Linked DNA regions of Cricetulus griseus: region 1 is linked to region 2. Evidence: chromatin contacts called from public Hi-C data. All regions are on one chromosome and are shown on one strand. The core of a region is the stretch at or near the end of the contact, and the rest is flanking DNA. Distances in the headings are between cores, read along the strand shown. Region 1 holds the start of Pebp1 (phosphatidylethanolamine-binding protein 1). Region 2 holds the start of Taok3 (serine/threonine-protein kinase TAO3).

Region 1 (3,221 bases), core at 234-2,733, 170 kb after region 2:
CCCTGGGCCAGCCCAACCCTCACGGGGTCTCCCCTCACACCCTTCCCCTGAAGCAGACTTTACTGACCTGTGCCACTGGGAGGCCCAGAGCCCACGTAATCTGAGAGAACCTTGCCACTGCTAATGTCATTGCCCTTCATGTTGACCACCAGAAAATGGTGCCACTCCCTGAAAAGAGAGAGAGAGAACAAGGGACTGTGAGCACCAGGTGACAGGTGTGCACCGAGCACCGACTCCATGCTGGGCTACAATGGCAGAGGATACAGTGGGAAAGCATACACAAGTGTGAGGGCTATACACCAAGAGAAAGAGAACTCCATTTATGAGGCTGAGGCTGAGGCTGTGGCTCAGGCAGGCATCCTCCCATCACTACAAACCATGCTGTAATAATCCCAGGAGATCTATGTGTTCCTGTCTAGCAAGGGACTTCCACTAAACAGGTCACACCTGCATGACAGCCTGTCACCATCTTTTTCCCAACTTGCCTGAATTTGGGGTCCTTCCTGCTGGGAGCGTCAGGGTCTGTGAGGACCAGGGTGTAGAGTTTCCCTGGGTCAAGACCATCCCATGAAATGCTGCTGGGCCTATTCTTAACCTGTAGGAAGGAACCAGTTTGAGGTTAAAAATTCAGAAATGGCCAGGCGGTGGTGGTGCACGCCTTTAGTCCCAGCACTCGAAGAGGCAGAGGCAGGTGGATCTCTGTGAGTTCGAGACCAGCCTAAATGGTGGGACAAGTGTCCAACCGTGGCACCAGGACTTTCTCCACAACCTTATTTGGGTCCTGAGCACCATGCCTTTCAATATAGTGGCCAGCTGATGTGTAATCTGCCTACACTGAACTAGTTCAAGAGCCCAGAAAACGAGAGCGCCCAAGGACATGCACAGTTTGGGACAACGGAAACCGGCCAGGCCTCCGACGGAAACTTCCAAGTCACCGTCCCAAACCCTGAACTCTAAATACAAAAAGAGAGGGGTTAGACCTACTTTCTCTGAGCCTGGAGCCGCTCTTGGGCTTCAGCATTCCAACCACCCGCAACAGCAAAATGGACTGTAATGGGAAGGCGCTGGGCCTGGAGCCCTGCAAAGTGTAGGCCGCTCGCTTGGGGGCGGGGGGGGGGGGGGTTGTAGCTGCAAGTTCTGAACCATTAAAAAAGGTTACATAAGATTCCTCCGGCGGTCGGGTGGGACTCGTGTGGCGCAGTTGGAGCTGCAGAAGCTGAGCCGGAAGGCCCTGGGTGCGAGGCCTGCTCCATCCCGCTGCTCCCGGGCCTCCCCCGCCCTCAGGCCTGCGCGGTACCTGGGTGGGCGTCAGCACTTTGCCCAGCTCGTCCACCTCCACCCCGGCGTAGGCGACCCGCAGCGCGTGCTGGGGACGCTCGTCCACCTCCTGCAGGCTCAGCGGCCCGGACCACTGGCTGATGTCGGCAGGCATGGCGACAACAAGGGAGTGCACACACGCGCTGATTCCGAGTGCCGCGAACCCAGGACGCTTGCGCAATTATCTGCCGCCGCTCGGCCAATCGCAAGCCAGACCGCGCCCCTCCTCGCCCTCTGATTGGCTGAACCGCAGCTGGGCGGTCCAAGCGCCAGGGTGAGGGCACGCCTTCCCGCTCCAGTGCCTGCAGGGATACTGATTCAATACTACAGTTTAGATTATTATTTGCGGCTTCTTTGCTTAGAAGACTCTCTGCCCCATTTCGAAATTCCCAGTGATAAGGCCTTGCTTTTTCTCTTGAGTTTCTTAAAAGAGCGCCATTTCTTCCCTACATTATCTTTTGTTGTTTTAAACGTTTTTTTTTTTTTTTTTTTTTTTTTTTTTTTTTTTTTTTTTTAATGCCACCAAAGTTCAACCCCGGGGGAAATCAATAAATTTGTTGGGCTTCTCTGCAGAATGCGGGTGACCACAAAGCACCAGACTGAAAGTTCTGCACCCAGCACATGGCTCCACCAATGCCCACACTGGAACAATTCTTTAATAAACCTTCCAGCCGGTATGCCTGCAAGTTAGATCAGAATTGTATACAAATAGCTGGGAGGAGTGACTGGATCTCAGTTGATGCTTCAACGACCTCTGCCTCCTATGAGACAGCCAGCAGTCCACTAGCCCCTTATTGACCGTAGCAGCAGCTGAGCTTGTGAAGATGGCGACTGCTTTTCTCAGACCGGAACGTTCTCCTAGGGACAGAGTGACTTTATAAGACAAAATTGAATTCAGGTTGCCAATCAGATAGCCTCGGAATGTGGCTATTCCCTGGGTGGCTCCCAGGTCATTCCAGGGGTCCTGAAAGAGAAAAATGGAAAGCGGCATTAACAGTGTGGACTGAGAGGAGTAAGGGCGGGGGTGGGGCGGGAGGCTAGGAGTGGAGTATTGAACATTCTTGTCACAGGTCTGAGTATAGAGGTCAGAGGAAAATTGTGGAAGGAGACCCTCTCATTTAAGAGCAGTGCCTCCTGGATGGGGTGGCAGGATCTGTGGGCTCACGTGGCTCCTATATAAGAAAGATTAAAAAATAAATTAAAATTTTAAACAAGAAACTCATGCAACATATACTCCACACATGAAAATGCACATACTGTCTACATTTTTTTTTCTCTTAGTTACCTTTCTCTCATGCTGCAACAAAGTGCCCAAGTGCACAGTAAAAAAGGGAGGGTTAATTTTGGCTAGAAGCTTGAGAGTAGAAAGGCAGAAAGGCATGGTGACGAGGCATTCATCACGTTGCACCTGTACTCAGGAAACAGAGAGAGATGAATGCTGGTACTCAGCTCGATATCTCATTTTTATGAAGTCCAGGACACCAATCCATTGGATGATGCACCCACAGTTAATGTGGGTCTTCCCACCTCACTTCACCCAGTCTAGAAGCTTCTTTACAAACATACTCAGAGGTTTGACTCCTTCGTCATTCTAAATCTTGTCATCTTGACAATCAATATTATCTCTCACACTCTCTTTGAGAACTCGACTTTGAACACTTGTGGTAGTTTGCATATAACTGGCCCCCATAATTTCATAGGGAGTGGCACTATTAGGAGGTGTGCCTTTGTTGGAGTGAGTATGGCCTTATTGGAGGAAGTGTGTCACTGTGGGGGCTGGCTCTGAGGTTTCCTAGGCTCAGGATACTGCCCACTGTCTCAGTCCATTTCCTGTTGCCTTCAGATCAAGATGTAGCCAGCACCATGTCTGCCTGCACACTGCACACCACCAGGCTCCCTGGCAT
Region 2 (2,867 bases), core at 32-2,531:
GACAGGCAGATAGATCTCTGAGTCCAAGGCCAAACTATCTACGCAGAGTTCTAGGGCTACACAGTGAGACCCAATCTTAGATAAACAAATAAATAAGAAAAAAAAAGTTTGTAGAGCATTTACTTAGCGATAAGGCGTGTCTACGTCTGCCAAGGCCTAGGGTGAAAATGTGCCCCTGCAGAAAGCTATTTTGAGCTTCTACCGTTAACTGAAGCAACACAGCCATTTCCACAAAAATATGAGACTGGTCCTGGTGCACTTTAATCCCTGGCAAACACTATGCTTCAGCGTGGCTCAGGACGGATCCAGGTTATTGCAGGGTGCACTTGGGGTCAGAACTCAGTGTCCTTCCACCTTTGGTTCCTGAAAGCCTGTGGCCCTGAAAGAGGTTCAACTGAATATGCTTGCTGGAACCTTGCCAAAGTTAACGGGGTTCCCTACCCCAGATCCTTGTACAACAATAATAATCAAAACTCACGAAATGATTATTTCTTTTTTCACTTTTTTTTTCTTCTGTGACAGGGTCTAGCTATCTACCCCAGGTTGAACTCAAACTTGAGGCGATCTTCCTGCCTCTGCCTGCAGAGTTATTAGTTATTGGTGTTCACATCACATCGCGCCACGAATGGAAAGACTTGACTTTTCAAAATGTGTCCAGACCGCGTTAAGTACTTAGCTGTATAGAGTGTTTATCTGGTCTACAGTTTTTTGGGTTTTGCTTTTTTTTTTTTCTCTCCTTTCCATCAGTAAACTGACGTCCACTGAACGCAAGGCAAGAAAACGCCATCCCCCTGTCTGAGACCTAGGAAATATTTACAAGCCCCCAGGAGGAAAGCTTGCCTTGAGGGGGGGGAGACTAGGAGTTGCGAAAGACCTAAGCGAGAGACCTAAGAGATCGGGTCCGTCCCACAAGCTCTCCCACGGTGGTCTCCCAAGAAAAGGCAAGGCATGGGGAAGAGAGCCACGAACTCTGACCCCTGTGCTGCACAAACAAGCCTGGCCGCACCCTAGAGGGCCACGGGTAACACAATTTGAGAGAGCTTCCGCGTTTAAGAGAGCCCCGCCCCCACTGGACCCGCCCACTCCCCCAGATCCGCCAATCCCCTGGATCCATCGACCGGTCGGCCTTCCCAGGGAAGTCTAATAGAACGCCTATATGAGGCAAGAACCCCCCCGAGGCCTGGGATCAGGGAAGGTCAATAGAGAGCCTATCAGAGTGCGGCTGGGGGCGGGGTCGAGGGCGGGGCCGAGCGGGGGCGGGGCGCGCTCCGCGCAGTCGGGTGCGATTGGCCACCCCTGGCGGAGCCGCACCTCGGACAGCAGCAGCGGCGGCAGCCAGGGTCCTGCGTGGAGAGTGGGGCGCGACGCGGGCTCTCGAGCGGAGGCTGCACGTGGGGACCCAGCACGTGAGGAGCCAACACGAGAGCGACTCGGGGCACGAGGGAGAGGAGGCGCGCGGCGTCCGGGCCACGGGTGACAACGCTGAGGTGAGAGCGCGGGCGCCAGAGTGACAGCCGGAGTCCCGGCGCGGGGACCCGGCGCAGCGGTCACGAGCATCCCGGGAGAGGAGTTGCTAGCTAGCGGATCTGCCAGTGCTTCGGGGGACCGGGAAGGACCGGGACGGGGAGTGAGGAGGGGACTCCGAGTGGGACCGTGGGTGAGAGGGGACTCCGAGAGGAATGGGGAAAGCAAGATGAGAGGGCACCGAGAAATACCGCAGGTGAGCAAGGGGACCCCAAGACGGGAGTGGGCAGTGGGATCAAAGAGGAGACTTGGAGAGGGACCCGGGCCAGTGGGATGAGCGAGAGGACCCCGGAGAGACTGCGACGGCGGGATGAACGAGGAGATCAGCCCCAGATGGTCCAGTGAGAAGAACGGACCGGACCCAGAGAGGGACCGGAACCGTGGGATGAGCGGAGGAGACACTAAGAGGGACCGAGACTGCAGATTGAGCAAATGAACTTGAGAGAACCCAGGCAGCGGAATGAAGGAGGGGGACCCAAGAGAGACTTACAAGAGAATAAGCAAAGAACCTCAAGGGAGGCCAGGGCAGTGGTTCTGAAAACGGTGCCCTCTCAATGGATGTGAAGAGGACCTCAAGAAAGTTTAGGACAGCTGGGGGCAGGAGGGGTCCTCACGAAATGACAAGACAAACGGGTGTGGGCTGAGGGACCCAGAGCACAGGGCCAGCACCGAAGAGCGGGGTACCACGAGAGCGTGTAGAGCGTGAGTGTAGCTTTCTGACCTGGCAAGCCAGGCAGGCGCCTGGGGAAAAACACCAGCAGCCTGGGTCCCAGTGGCATTGGGTGGGGACAGCAGCAATGCTGACACCTGGACACCGATGTTCCACTTCTATGAACCCGAGGTCTTCCTGAGGGTTGAGTTCCCGGACGCTGGAAGGGGGATCATGTGATGGGCCCGGGAGTAAAAGACATGGATCTCAAGGGCTGGCCAAGGGCCTTGTGGAGCTTAGATTAGCGCCTCACCTCTTGTAAACAGCAGGCTGACTTCGCATCTCTTTACTATGAAGTTCCAGCTGGGGGATTCATTCATTGATGACAAATCTGGGGGAAAACTAGAGGGGCTTGCATTTGACCCCATCCCAAGAAGTTGGAGGAAGACATCTTTTGGAATAAACATCCTCGCTTTGGATTAATTAGGGTGTTAATTTTAATGCTGTGTGTTCCTGAAGCACTGTTTTGGTTTTGGTTTTAGTTTTTCGTTTTTGCTCCACAAGGAGTTAAGAAACTTTTTCTCATTTGGCAGTCTGTCCCTGTCAGTGTTTACAATGCAGATTTAAGAGAACCAGACTGGTTTTGATGTTAAGCTGTTTAACTTTGATGTGTTAGACACAGTTGGAAGGTCAC

Evidence for each region. Hi-C and Micro-C count contacts between places; a contact is called where the count stands out from the background.
Region 1: a contact with region 2 is called in a Hi-C map of the CHO-K1 cell line, with 7 times the contacts expected there. The contact joins the promoter of Pebp1 here to the promoter of Taok3 in region 2. A contact is called at or near these places in 3 of 8 Hi-C or Micro-C datasets (the CHL-YN cell line and the CHO-K1 cell line).

Annotation. Positions count from the first base shown.
Region 1 is chr4:97,253,838-97,257,058 of CriGri-PICRH-1.0, forward strand. It overlaps Pebp1 (phosphatidylethanolamine-binding protein 1), which reads right to left and starts at 1,484. Exons shown (of 4, transcript XM_027414188.2): 1 at 1,298-1,484; 2 at 486-595; 3 at 68-168. The coding sequence starts at 1,432.
Region 2 is chr4:97,082,140-97,085,006 of CriGri-PICRH-1.0, forward strand. It overlaps Taok3 (serine/threonine-protein kinase TAO3), which reads left to right and starts at 1,282. Exons shown (of 21, transcript XM_027414190.2): 1 at 1,282-1,487.